4 separate regions of the Mus musculus genome follow, and regions 1, 3 and 4 are each linked to region 2. Evidence: chromatin contacts called from public Hi-C, Micro-C and capture Hi-C data. All regions are on one chromosome and are shown on one strand. The core of a region is the stretch at or near the end of the contact, and the rest is flanking DNA. Distances in the headings are between cores, read along the strand shown. Region 1 holds the start of Chmp1a (charged multivesicular body protein 1A). Region 2 holds the start of Def8 (differentially expressed in FDCP 8). Region 3 overlaps Fanca (Fanconi anemia, complementation group A). Region 4 holds the start of Spata2l (spermatogenesis associated 2-like).

The links. A called contact is a pair of places that touch in the nucleus more often than the background predicts. Capture Hi-C pulls out chosen DNA fragments and counts their contacts.
Region 1: a Micro-C map of embryonic stem cells shows a contact between it and region 2, with 3 times the contacts expected there. The contact joins the promoter of Chmp1a here to the promoter of Def8 in region 2. A contact is called at or near these places in 1 of 39 promoter capture datasets (erythroid cells), 1 of 484 Hi-C or Micro-C datasets (embryonic stem cells) and 3 of 115 datasets of contacts at active chromatin or transcription factors (bone marrow-derived macrophages, embryonic stem cells and memory CD8 T cells).
Region 3: a contact with region 2 is called in a Hi-C map of liver, with 2.0 times the contacts expected there. The contact joins the enhancer-like site here to the promoter of Def8 in region 2. A contact is called at or near these places in 3 of 39 promoter capture datasets (the C10 cell line, cranial neural crest and maxillary cranial neural crest), 1 of 484 Hi-C or Micro-C datasets (liver), 3 of 115 datasets of contacts at active chromatin or transcription factors (effector CD8 T cells and embryonic stem cells) and 4 of 9 other capture datasets (adipose tissue, embryonic stem cells, liver and 1 more).
Region 4: a capture Hi-C map of embryonic stem cells shows a contact between it and region 2, with 2.6 times the contacts expected there. The contact joins the promoter of Spata2l here to the promoter of Def8 in region 2. A contact is called at or near these places in 1 of 484 Hi-C or Micro-C datasets (nephron progenitors), 6 of 115 datasets of contacts at active chromatin or transcription factors (bone marrow-derived macrophages, embryonic stem cells and pancreatic cancer cells) and 3 of 9 other capture datasets (adipose tissue, embryonic stem cells and pancreatic islet).

The regions. Positions count from the first base shown.
Region 1 is chr8:123,211,345-123,214,044 of GRCm38.p6, reverse strand. Chmp1a (charged multivesicular body protein 1A) reads left to right here and starts at 1,257. Exons shown (of 7, transcript NM_145606.3): 1 at 1,257-1,379. The coding sequence starts at 1,373. It overlaps Spata33 (spermatogenesis associated 33), which reads right to left and starts at 1,187. Exons shown (of 3, transcript NM_177279.4): 1 at 1,048-1,187; 2 at 808-957. The coding sequence starts at 1,084.
Region 2 is chr8:123,441,558-123,444,263 of GRCm38.p6, reverse strand. Def8 (differentially expressed in FDCP 8) reads right to left here and starts at 1,308. Exons shown (of 12, transcript NM_054046.5): 1 at 1,213-1,308.
Region 3 is chr8:123,290,611-123,293,310 of GRCm38.p6, reverse strand. It overlaps Fanca (Fanconi anemia, complementation group A), which reads left to right. Exons shown (of 43, transcript NM_016925.3): 21 at 1,838-1,914. Among named protein-coding and RNA genes, the nearest start is that of Fanca, 27 kb to the left of the region's middle. Within about 2 kb of position 1,345, at least 7 of the 459 cell types and tissues checked have an H3K27ac peak or open chromatin away from gene starts, as enhancers often do. A contact at or near this core is called in liver, where this site is marked.
Region 4 is chr8:123,234,812-123,237,511 of GRCm38.p6, reverse strand. It overlaps Spata2l (spermatogenesis associated 2-like), which reads left to right and starts at 1,254. Exons shown (of 3, transcript NM_030176.3): 1 at 1,254-1,362; 2 at 1,663-1,994. The coding sequence starts at 1,692. 4933417D19Rik (RIKEN cDNA 4933417D19 gene) reads right to left here and starts at 2,421. Exons shown (of 3, transcript NR_045849.1): 1 at 1,959-2,421.

The DNA.
Region 1 (2,700 bases), core at 8-2,507, 230 kb after region 2:
TCTACCTCCAATCCTTCTCAACTGTCCTCGGCTACTGCGCCTCTGGCTTCCACCAGATTCCGGCAGTGAGCCTGGGGTAGGTCCTCCTAGGGCTCTGTTTTTCATACAGGCCTCCATTCTGGAACCAGAAAGACAAAGCATCCAATTCCTAATGCCTTCCTTGTTTTAAACCTGCAACAGTTCTATTTCTGACAATGGGGGGGGGGGGGGTGTCACAGTGTCGGAAGGCTCTGTACGTTTCCTTCTGTGTGGCCATACCAAGCTACTATAAAAGGTAGAAACAGGCCAAACGTCTGCCTCGGGGAAAAGTGGAATTCGCAGCAGTTTCTGGTGTCTGCCAAATGCTGGGTGTGAAAAGAAACACTTTTGTCCCACTCACGGTCCTTTCTACCTTGAGACGCCCTCCCATCTTTGTGGCCAGGCTGAGGGACACCAAGCCCTCTCCGCTCAGGAGTCAGTCACACAGCAGCCTGGCCAATCACCCGAGGAGAATTCTGCTCCAAGCTGTAACATGTTGAAGGGATCACTGTGGGACCAGAGAGCACCCTACTAACCCTCTTTGGGGAACACTTTATGGATCGCTCAAGTTTCGTCTCAATTTCTTTTTTCCTTCTGAAACAGGGTCTCCAGATATACAAGATGCCCTTGAAATCCCTGTTATAGCCTAGCCTAGAGCCAAGGGCAGTGCTCTCGCTCACCTTCCCTGCACCGAGAACCCTGTAATATTTACCTCCCGGGTCATCATCCTTAGAAAGAGGTCCCATCCCTGCTGCCTTGCCGCGGCCGGTCTCCTCTGGATCTCCCTACCTTCAGACGAAGACGACGGCCTTGAGTGCTTGGATGTCGCGAACAACAGGCTTTCGGCAGGCTGCGACTCCTTGTCAGACTGCTTGGCCTCCTTCTCCATTACTTTCTCCTTAGACTTTGTAACTAAAGTGGTAGTGCTCTTCTCCTCCTCTGAAACACACGGACGGACAAGCCGTTAGACCTACAGCCCGCGGACGCCCGCACGGAGGGCGGGCCTCGCCGCCAGGCGGCGCCCTTTACCTTTCTTCTCTCTGGGTTTGCTTTTCGACTGGCCCATAGGTGACCCCGCCGCTCCAGCCGGGCGGCCTCGGGGCCGGTTAACCCGACCGACTCACAAAACCCACACTAGGCTCCGGGAGCTCATTACCATGGCAACCGCGTGCCGCGCGAGCCGTGCCTGAGCCCCGCCCAGGCCCCGCCCAAGCCCCGCCCCGGAGCTATCTTCTCGCGACAGCCGGCCGCGCGACCGGAAGCGGTGGCGACCCCGGAAGCCCTCGCGGAGACAGCGGGTCCGTAACATCGCGTCCCCTGCGCCGCCCCGAGGGCTGTGCTAGCCCGACCGGCCATGGACGGTAAGGGGCTGTCATCCACTTCGGGGTCGGAGCGGGAGTCTGCGGACGTCTCGCCTCAGCCCCATAACCCAGCCGGACCCGCCCCGGGCTTCAGCCCCAGACTCTATCCCCCCGGGCCTGGGACCCATAGTCTATACCCTGTATTCGGACCGGGACCCGCCCCCAGCTCACTGGGCTCGAGACCTCCGACTAGGACCTGCCCTGGGGCCTGCAGCCCGTGTAGCCACCAGGACCCGACCCGGTGCCTGAACCCTGACATCCTAGCTGAAACCCTCTCCTGGGCCTCGATCGCACAACCCAGCAGAAGCCAGCTCCCGATTCTTGATTCCAGACCCCCAGCCAGCTCTTACCCCTGGGTCTTGTTTCTTTACCAGATCTCCCCAGGCCTGCACCCCACGCCCGGGATCCAAACCCTGAATCTTGTCCAAATGATCCTACACCCGACCCCCGATCCAGGCCACTTCCACTAGCCACTCTCCCTGTTTGTTTTGTTTCTGTTTGGGGACAACGGAGTGTGGTCAGAAGGCACCAGAAAAGTACCCAGAGAAATAGTAATTAAGATACAAAGGAGTTCAAGTGCCAAACAGTAGGATTTTGGGTTCCCTCCTAGTAGGAGGGCCCGGTTAACCTTAGGTTAACAGGTTGGAAGGGAACCACCCGTAGCAGTATGAGTCACGAGTCACTTCGACCTGCCGTGGCTCCAACCTCTAGACTCCCAAGGAACTCATAATAGGTTTTATGGGCTAGTATCATAGAGTTTTTGTTTGTATGAGACTGCTTCTCTATGTAGCCTTGGCTGGCCTAGAACTTACTGTATACACCAAGCTGCCCTTGAACTCAGAGATCTGCCTACTTCTGCCTCCCCACTGCTGGGATTAAAGGTCTGTGCCACCGCCTAGGGCTGTAATGGAGGTTTTGTTTTGTTTTTAAACTGCTTTCTGAAATGTAGAAAGCTAAAGTACTGTGTCATTGTTGTAGAAGACGTAAGAATCCTAGACTGAGCCAGGCGTGGTAGCGTACGCCTTTAATCCAGCCTGGTCTACAAAGTGAGTTCCAGGATAGCCAGGGCTATACAGAGAAACCCTGTCTCGAAAAACAAAACAAAAACAAACAAGCAAAAAAGAATCCTAGACTGTCCCTTGGGAAGAAGATGGACCCTTGTCTGACATTACAGTTCACTCTGCAGCTCACAACAGGGTTCTCCCGATTTTCAGAGTCCAGTCCCTCTAGAGTCTACATGAAAGTACGGGCTAAAATGGGGGCGATTTGGCCAGTGTCCTAAAACTAGTGAAATGGCTGGACCATACCTAGGTGACACTGT
Region 2 (2,706 bases), core at 59-2,558:
CCTCCCGATGGTTTAGAATATAGTCAGAGGGACAGGGAGACCTTGACCAGAGCTTGCCCTCCACTCTCCTCTGGGCTACCTTTCCCAGGAAAATGGCTCCCTTATGTATGTCCTGACTGGCACTGCCACCACCTGACCAGGAACAAAAGCAAGGAATGAATTAAGCAATGGAGCCATTTAACCCATCTTCCTGGTTTGTCTGGAACCAGTTTGGAGAACCATATTGCTCTTTCAGCTGAGTACGAATAGACAGCACCTCAGCCCAGCCCAGGCTGCAGGAAGCAACAGCCGGCTTTGAGTAGGACCCCATCTCCTATTTCCCCACCAGCCTTACAGAGATCTGCACCCAGAATCCGTGGTTGGCCTCAGGAAAGATACTCAAGAAAGGACAAAAAAAAAAAAAAAAAAAAAGAAAACTGTTCCATCCAGCCCCTGCAGAGGTCTCTCCTAAATCGAATAATAATTACAACTTGACAACTGAAACCCTCAGAGTAAGACCAAGGGTCTGTGGTACATCAGAGGCACTGGGTGAAAGTTCAAGACAGATTATGGTGAATAAGAGCCCGCCTCCGGTGTGTTACTTTAGCCACCAAAAAGTGCTAGTCCAAGGGCCACAGGAGTCCAAAGTACATCCTATTTGCTCACACCCTTAAAAAGGATGGACAGGCAATCCAGGCCAAGCAGGACCAGTGTTAATAATTCTCAACTACCCCAGAAGGCGCAACAAAGCGCACCTCACATTTCTACCCGCTATAACGTGAATTCATTCTGAGGATGCGACTGTCCCCACTGGGGCAGGTCTCTACGACCTTCCTCACCCATTTCATAGTTGTGAAACCGAAGGCTCAGAAAAGCTCAACATAGCAGAAGGCGAGTCCCTGCGGGTCCTTGGGCCGGGAGTCCCATACTCAGGCTCTGAAGCCACCCGGTGATTGGGGGTGGGGGTCGGCATCTGTGGACGCTAAGCTCTGCCCTACGTACTGCGGGGACCAATGAGGTCACCAAGGCCTTGCGCACAGCGGAGAGCCAGCAGGCGGCAGCCGGGAGCTGGACGTCTTGCTTGAGGCCTCTGCCAGTTCTGCACCATGAGTGCGTGGGTCAGAAGCCCGATCCCGGAGTCCGACCAGTGGCGATTGCATGCTGAGATCTGGACCCTCGCCTGCTTTCCCACCAGACCCCCCCGACACCTACAGAGACCGCTTTCTGGCTTACCTGGCTGCCGCTACATTGTACCGGACCGGCTGGCTACACTGTAGTTCGCCGCCGCTGATACACTGTACCGGCTCCTCCGCCCGCTGCTGCCGCCTCCGGCCAGGAGGTTCATGACACCGATTGCCCTGCTGGCTCGCTGGAGCACCTCCAAGTCTCCTGCTTCTGGTCCATAGAGTCCATTACCTTTGCCCTGAGTCTTTTCTCCTGAGTTCCCCCACCCCCACGCCTTAGTAATTGCATTCAAGGGAATGGTTCCACAGTGGTAACCCCTCAATGTCCCCACATCCCCAACACTGACATTCAGCTGTCCCCAGGACACCACCATCGAGACATTTAAGGTGCGTCTCAAGCTCCAAAGGTCCTATCTGAGAAAACAACAATAACACCACACACACACATCACACCACATACACACACACTACACACCACACACTCATACACACGACACACACACGACATACCACATACACACCACACACTCACTATACACACTACACACATACTATACACACCATACACATACACACACACCTCATACACACATGACACACTACATACACACTACACACACCACACACACTACACACACCACACATACACATCACACAACATAACACTACACACACCACACGCACATCAAACCACATACACACACAGAGACATACACACACCACACACCTAACACACCTCTGTCTGATAGTGAATAAATCATTCCCACCTGAGGCCAACCTTCAGTGCGTTCCTGATCACATTCCTTTGTCTGATCTAACTTCCACCGGACTCAGGACCAGCCCTTCTTCCCCACCCCACGGTGACACCACAGCCATGACAGCCTCAGCACCCTCAGACTCCCTCTGCACCTCAAGCCCAGCAGTTGGAGGATCCCAGGGAAGAAGTCTGCCTCAGACTTCACCTCCCAGCTCTCTCACCAGACTTCACCCTCCTTACCCCTAACAGGCCAGGTCCACACTTAGGCCTCTCTGGCTCAGCCTTTAGGATACAGTCTTTCCTAACCACAGCCAAATGTCTCTCCTAATACTTCCTCCTCATCTGTGAGCAGAGATATCGGAGAGGCACTCGTTACTGTCTGATGACTCTCCTCTGACATTTCTACTGACTCTTTGTTCCTCATCCCAAAGGCTAAGAGCTAAAGGCAAGTGTTTTGGATTATTACTTCTGTGCTAGAAGGCCTATACCAGTGCTTGTGATATGAGCCAATATCTGTACTAGCACTGGGCCCTCACCTTCACAGAGAGTCAAGGATGGAGCCACGTCTGCCTGTCTTCATTACTATGAGTCTTGACAGTTTCTCCGTTGATGCAACAGCACTTTTTCTTTTCTTTTCTTTTCTTTTTTTTTTTCTTTTCTTTCTTTTTTTTTTTTTTTTTGGTTTTTCGAGACAGGGTATCCCTGTGTAGCCCAGGCTGTCCTGGAACTCTGTAGACCAGGCTGGCTTCGAACTCAGAAATCCACCTGCCTCTGCCTCCCGAGTGC
Region 3 (2,700 bases), core at 96-2,595, 150 kb after region 2:
TCTCTGTTGGAAGGATATCGTGCAAATGTATAAAGTTCTGTTTTTAAAAAAACAAACACCACAAGCCATCTGTCTTAGTTAGGGTTTTACTGCTGTGAAGAGACACCATGACCAAGGCAAGTCTGAGAAAGACAAACATTTAATGGGGGCTGGCTTACAGTTTTAGAGGTTCAGTCCATTATCATCATGGTGGGAAGCATGGCAGCATCCAGGCAGACGAGGTGCTGGAGGAGCCAAGAGGCAGCCAGAAAGGGACTTGATCCAAAGGCAGCCAGAAAGGGACTGACTCATCTGCACTGGGTGGAACTGGAGTATAGGACATCAGAGTCCACCCCCAGAGTGACACACTTCCTCTGACAAGGCCACACCTCCTAACAGTGCCACTTCCCATGGGCCAGGCATATTCAAACTACCACACCATCCTTATGTTGCTGTCTTTTGAAACAGTCTCATGTAGCCCACACTTGAGCTTATCATGTAGCTAAGGTTAGCCTAGAACTGCCGATTCTCCTGCTCCATCTCCCAAGCGCAGAGTACAGGTATCCACACTACACCTGCTTTTACTTGTTTTGAGACAGGTCTTACTGTGCAGCTCAGGCTAACCTCCCTACATCTGTCTCTTCTTAAGTGCTAAGATTACAGGCATGGACCACCATGTCTGATCTCAACTCCATTTAGTGCCTGTATCTCTAGTCCTCTCAGGTACCGTGGCTGCTTTTAGTATCTTAATATATGAATTGGTTAACTTCTTTCTGTTTGCTGAGTCAAAGATTCTGCTCTGCTGAAGGGTTAGCAGAATGTGGTATGAAAACATTAGTTGGCTGACTTTCACAGAGTCATAGCCATTGGCTGTGGACCCAGTTTTGTAAATGATTATTAGTTTGGTCCGAGGCTTGCTTGCTTTCCTTCTCTTCTCTTCTCTTCTCTTCTCTTCTCTTCTCTTCTCTTCTCTTCTCTTCTCTTTTCTTTTTAGGTTTCTTTTATTTCAAGCTGGGCCCCGTGGTACATCCAGTACTTGAAAGGTAGAAGCAGGAAGTAGAGGCAGGCTCATGTCTGTGAGTTTGAGGAGAGCTTGGTCTTCATAATAAGTTCCAGGTCTGCCAGGGCTACATAGTGAGATTTTCTCATCAAAACAAACAACCAATAAAAAAAAAAAAAAAAACCCAAAAGTTTTATTTCATCTAGTTTTTTGTTTTTGTTTTTGTTTTTTCTTCTTGTGGTACTGGAAATAGAACCCAAGCCCTGTGTGCACCAGGCAAGGGCTCTACCACTGAGCTACACTCCTGCTCCTCTGCAAGTGTCCTTCGCTGACAGTGTTTGTCATAGTGACGTAGAAGTGTTGATAGGAACCAGGGCTGTCTGGGTTTGCAGTGACATTGGCCACAGCCACCTGGCAGGGTGGACCTACCCAGGCGTCTCACTGAGTAACACGTGGCTTTGGGTGCCGCTGGAAATAACACACAGAGAGAGGTCAGCACAGATAGTCTCGTGGAACTGAGGCTGCCTCAGTCCTACCTTCTGAGACTGGCAAAATTCAAACGGGAGGCTGTGCTCCAGAGAAAAAGACCGTCCCAAACAGACAGTCCAGAACCATCATGAGAGAGACAGTCTAGAGATGGTCGCACAGGCTGCTGCATGTCACCTGAAGATTTTAATGATTTTTAACTAATAAGTGGCTAGGGATGTAGCCCTGTGGTAGACCGTTTGCCTAGTGGATTCATTCCCAGCACCAGAAAAAAGGACTAAAACACGAAATGATACAGTGTGCACTGTCGGGGTGGCTCTGGAACCGAAACACTGTCATAGCTGATGGTGACATTGCTTCCTTTTTATCTAGAGCAGATAAGATTCCCTCCTCGATCTACGATGCCTACCGGAAAGCCTGTGCCTCTGCTGAGAAGCAGCAGCCTGAAAGTAAGGCTCTTGGTCACCTTCAGTTCCTGTACTTTCCATTCCTGTGACATGCTGGTCACCTGCATCCGTCTTCAGTGGACTGATTTTTCTCACCCAGGTTCGGCAGACTTGTGATTTTGCCTGCCCATGGTACCTGGGGACCAAACAATGAGCTCATGGGCTTATTGTCTTGGAGGGCTTGACAGTTAGCCACGCCCCTACCTTCTAGGAAGCATGGTGTACAACCTGCTCTGTATTTGATGTCTCCATGAACAGTTTAGGGCCACAGCATACTGCAGTCAAGCACGGTTATTCTCTAACTGGACAGTTTGCTTGTAGTATGTTAGAGGGTTTTTTATTTTATATATGTGTATGTGTTATTGCCTATTGTATGTCTGCATCGTGTGTATGCCCGGGGTCTGCAGAGGCCAGGAGAGGGGGTTGGATCTCTAGTACAGACAGACGGTGATGATCCACCACGTGGAATCAAACCCAGCAGCCTGGGTTGGGGATATCTGTACCTATGAGAACAGTGATAGAGCTGCTTGGCCCTGGGAAGCCGTGACCCGTGAGCTGACGTCCCTGCCAAGTGGGGCTGGCATGTCCAACCATTCCTCAGTGCCGTGTGGCTCTGTCAGCAGTGAGGGGGCATCTAGAGAAGGAGCCAGTGTTCAGGTTTGGTCTTTGCAGCTTAAACTATTTATTAAACAGGGTCTTCTGTATCCTTGGCTGGCCTTGAACTTCTGAGCCTTCTGCCTCCACCTGTCAAGCGCTGGGATTACAGGCATGTGCTCATCCCCAGTTTCA
Region 4 (2,700 bases), core at 5-2,504, 210 kb after region 2:
GAGACTGAACCTGGGGACCTTACACAAAGCAAGCAATTGTTCTACCTCAGGGTCACACCCCTGCCCCCAAGGCCTCTTCCTTTTTCTGTTAATCCCCTTGTTCTGCCGCAGGCGGGATCCAGGCTTGTCTTGAAACAAGGCAAGCATGGAATCTTTATGATTTGTCAGAAGTTAAACTATGTCACTGTGAGTTGAAGCAACCTCGAAAGCCAACCAAGGTTCCCCTTTGGATTGGTGAGCTCACAACAAAAGACCTCTATGTTCAGTGATAGCCAGCAGGGCACCTGGGGACTGTGGCCTGCTTAGTTACACGATCTGAAGTCCTTTGACTGTGAGAAATTCAAGAAGACAGATACCTCCCCTATGCCAGGTTCTATTTGATCAAACTTGGCCTAGGCTTGGTGAGCTGGAGAGATCGAGGGTGCAGGCTGCCCAGAAGTGGATGAAGCAAAAGCTACTGCTTACACGAAGCTTAGGGTTTAAGATTAAGGAGAAGGTGCCTTCGGTCCTGAGTGAGTTGCCTAAGACCACAGCAAGTTGAGGTTAACAGTTTCCCTGAGGTCACCCAGACCAATTCTTGGATTTCAGGATCCCGGTCAGTTTTGAAGGTCTGTAGGTCACACACTTAAGGAACACCTTGTCCTGGAGGGTGAATACATTCATCCTGCCTCAAATACTCCCTAACCGACTTTCTCAGGGACTAAGAAATGAAGTGCCAGAGACCAGGAAACAAAGCCTGCAGAGGCAGTCCGAAGGACCTCCCGTTCTATTATTTATAATTATTTTGTTTGCATGCATGTGCATCAAAAACACCAGATGCAGGGGCCAGAAGTGGATGTTGGGAACTGGAGTTAAAGACAAAAAAATGAGCTGCCACGCAGGTGCTCATACCCACTGGGCAGTCCACCACCCCACCCGTTTTAAATTGTACTTAAATACGTGTGTTTGACCTCCTTTGGTCCATGATCTGCCAAGACAGGCCCCGCCTAGCCGGTATTTGGCTATTCTGTGGGTTGGCTTGAGGAGCCAAAGTCCAGCCTGGTTCAGACCGGTTCCGCTAGGCACATCTTGGCGACCAGTGATCATACACCCACTGTGTACTCCCACTCAGACTAGCTGAAAGACTAACTAGTGAATCTGAGAGAACTTCAAAAGGTGAGCTGCAGGGGAGGGCCACGCCCAGCTTCGCCCAGGCCACGCCTACACCTCCACCCTCCTACTTAGCCGAAAGGGCGGCACCCGACTCCAGCCTCGCCCACCAACGTCACGACCAAGGCCAAGGGGCGGGCTTGACTTTCTGCGGAAGAGCGAGGAGAGACCCAGGCCCAAGCGGAGCTCTCTGGAATAGCTGGCGACTAGCAGGTAGCACCGCCGCCCACGGGGACCGTCAGTGGGAGAGGGGCTCTGGCTGCAAGAGGTTCAGCTAGTGGGAGCGGAGCTGTTGATACGAGGACGCTCAGCAAGCGGGGCTGAAGGTGTCCTGGGGAGGGGAGGCTACAAATACTGTGGTCACTGAGCTGTCAGCGTCCACGTCTCAGGGACCATAGATTCCGAGAGTTGGCTAAGCTGCCAAGGTCCCTATTTCCAGGTTGGAGGGAGCCCTGGGCTTGCTGGGTGCGGGGTTGAGAGTCGCACACACAGCTGAGATGACATGGTCTCTAGTTTGACACCTCATCCCGGACCTGATCAGGATGGGCAGCAGCTCACTGTCCGAGGACTATCGCCAGTGCCTGGAGCGCGAGCTGCGGCGCGGCCGCGCGGGCGTTTGCGGCGACCCCTCGCTGCGCGCGGTGCTCTGGCAGATTCTGGTGGAAGACTTTGACCTGCACGGGGCGCTACAGGACGATGCGCTAGCCCTGTTCACTGATGGCCTGTGGGGGCGGGCTGACCTGGCACCGGCCCTCCAAGATCTGGCCCGCGCCTTTGAGCTCCTAGAGCTGGCCGCTGTGCACCTGTACCTGCTGCCCTGGAGAAAGGAGTTCACCACTATCAAGGTATGGCATCAGTGGTGCTCCTTCACTCCCGTCCTTGTCCAGGCTGTTTGAGGGCTGCAGATCCTCTTCAGGGGAGGGTTCTGCGTTGAGGGCTCGTGGGCGTGTTGGGATGCATGCCTACCAGTCATTCACCTAGAACTTATATGGCTGTCCTCAAAGTAGTCTCACTGCCCTAGTTGCCATGGAAATTCTAGGGTAGACGTGGGTGGGTGAGGGAGGTACTTGATGTCCTATGGTCATCCTAACTCCTCTAAGATGTGGACTGGTCCCCATCTGTAAAAGGAGGCTGCTAAGACTGGGAAGAGAACAGCAGATCAGAACAGCAGGGATCTTATTCCTGCCTGGGTCCAGGTTAGGCGGCCAGGTCCAGGGCTGGCCTAGTCCTTAGGTCAGATGGCAGACCACTTAGAGGGGGTAGGGCCGCTCTGAGCTAATTTTGAGTGGGAAGGCAATGACGTCAGAATGCACGTGGGCGAGGTAAACCTCCACCGGTTGTCATGGTAACGTCTCCCCCTCCACACCCCACCAGCCTGCTGCTCCACGGGAATACCTGAGATCTCAGGACTTTCATTCAGTTCTGTCAAGCTAGAAGCCCACCCATCCGCCCCAGAGGACAGAGGCAGCCAGGCGTGGCCTTCACACTGAATAGTTCAGAAATAGTGTTGGGGTGGAGCTGGCAAGGATAGAGCCTCCTAGCTGTGTGGTT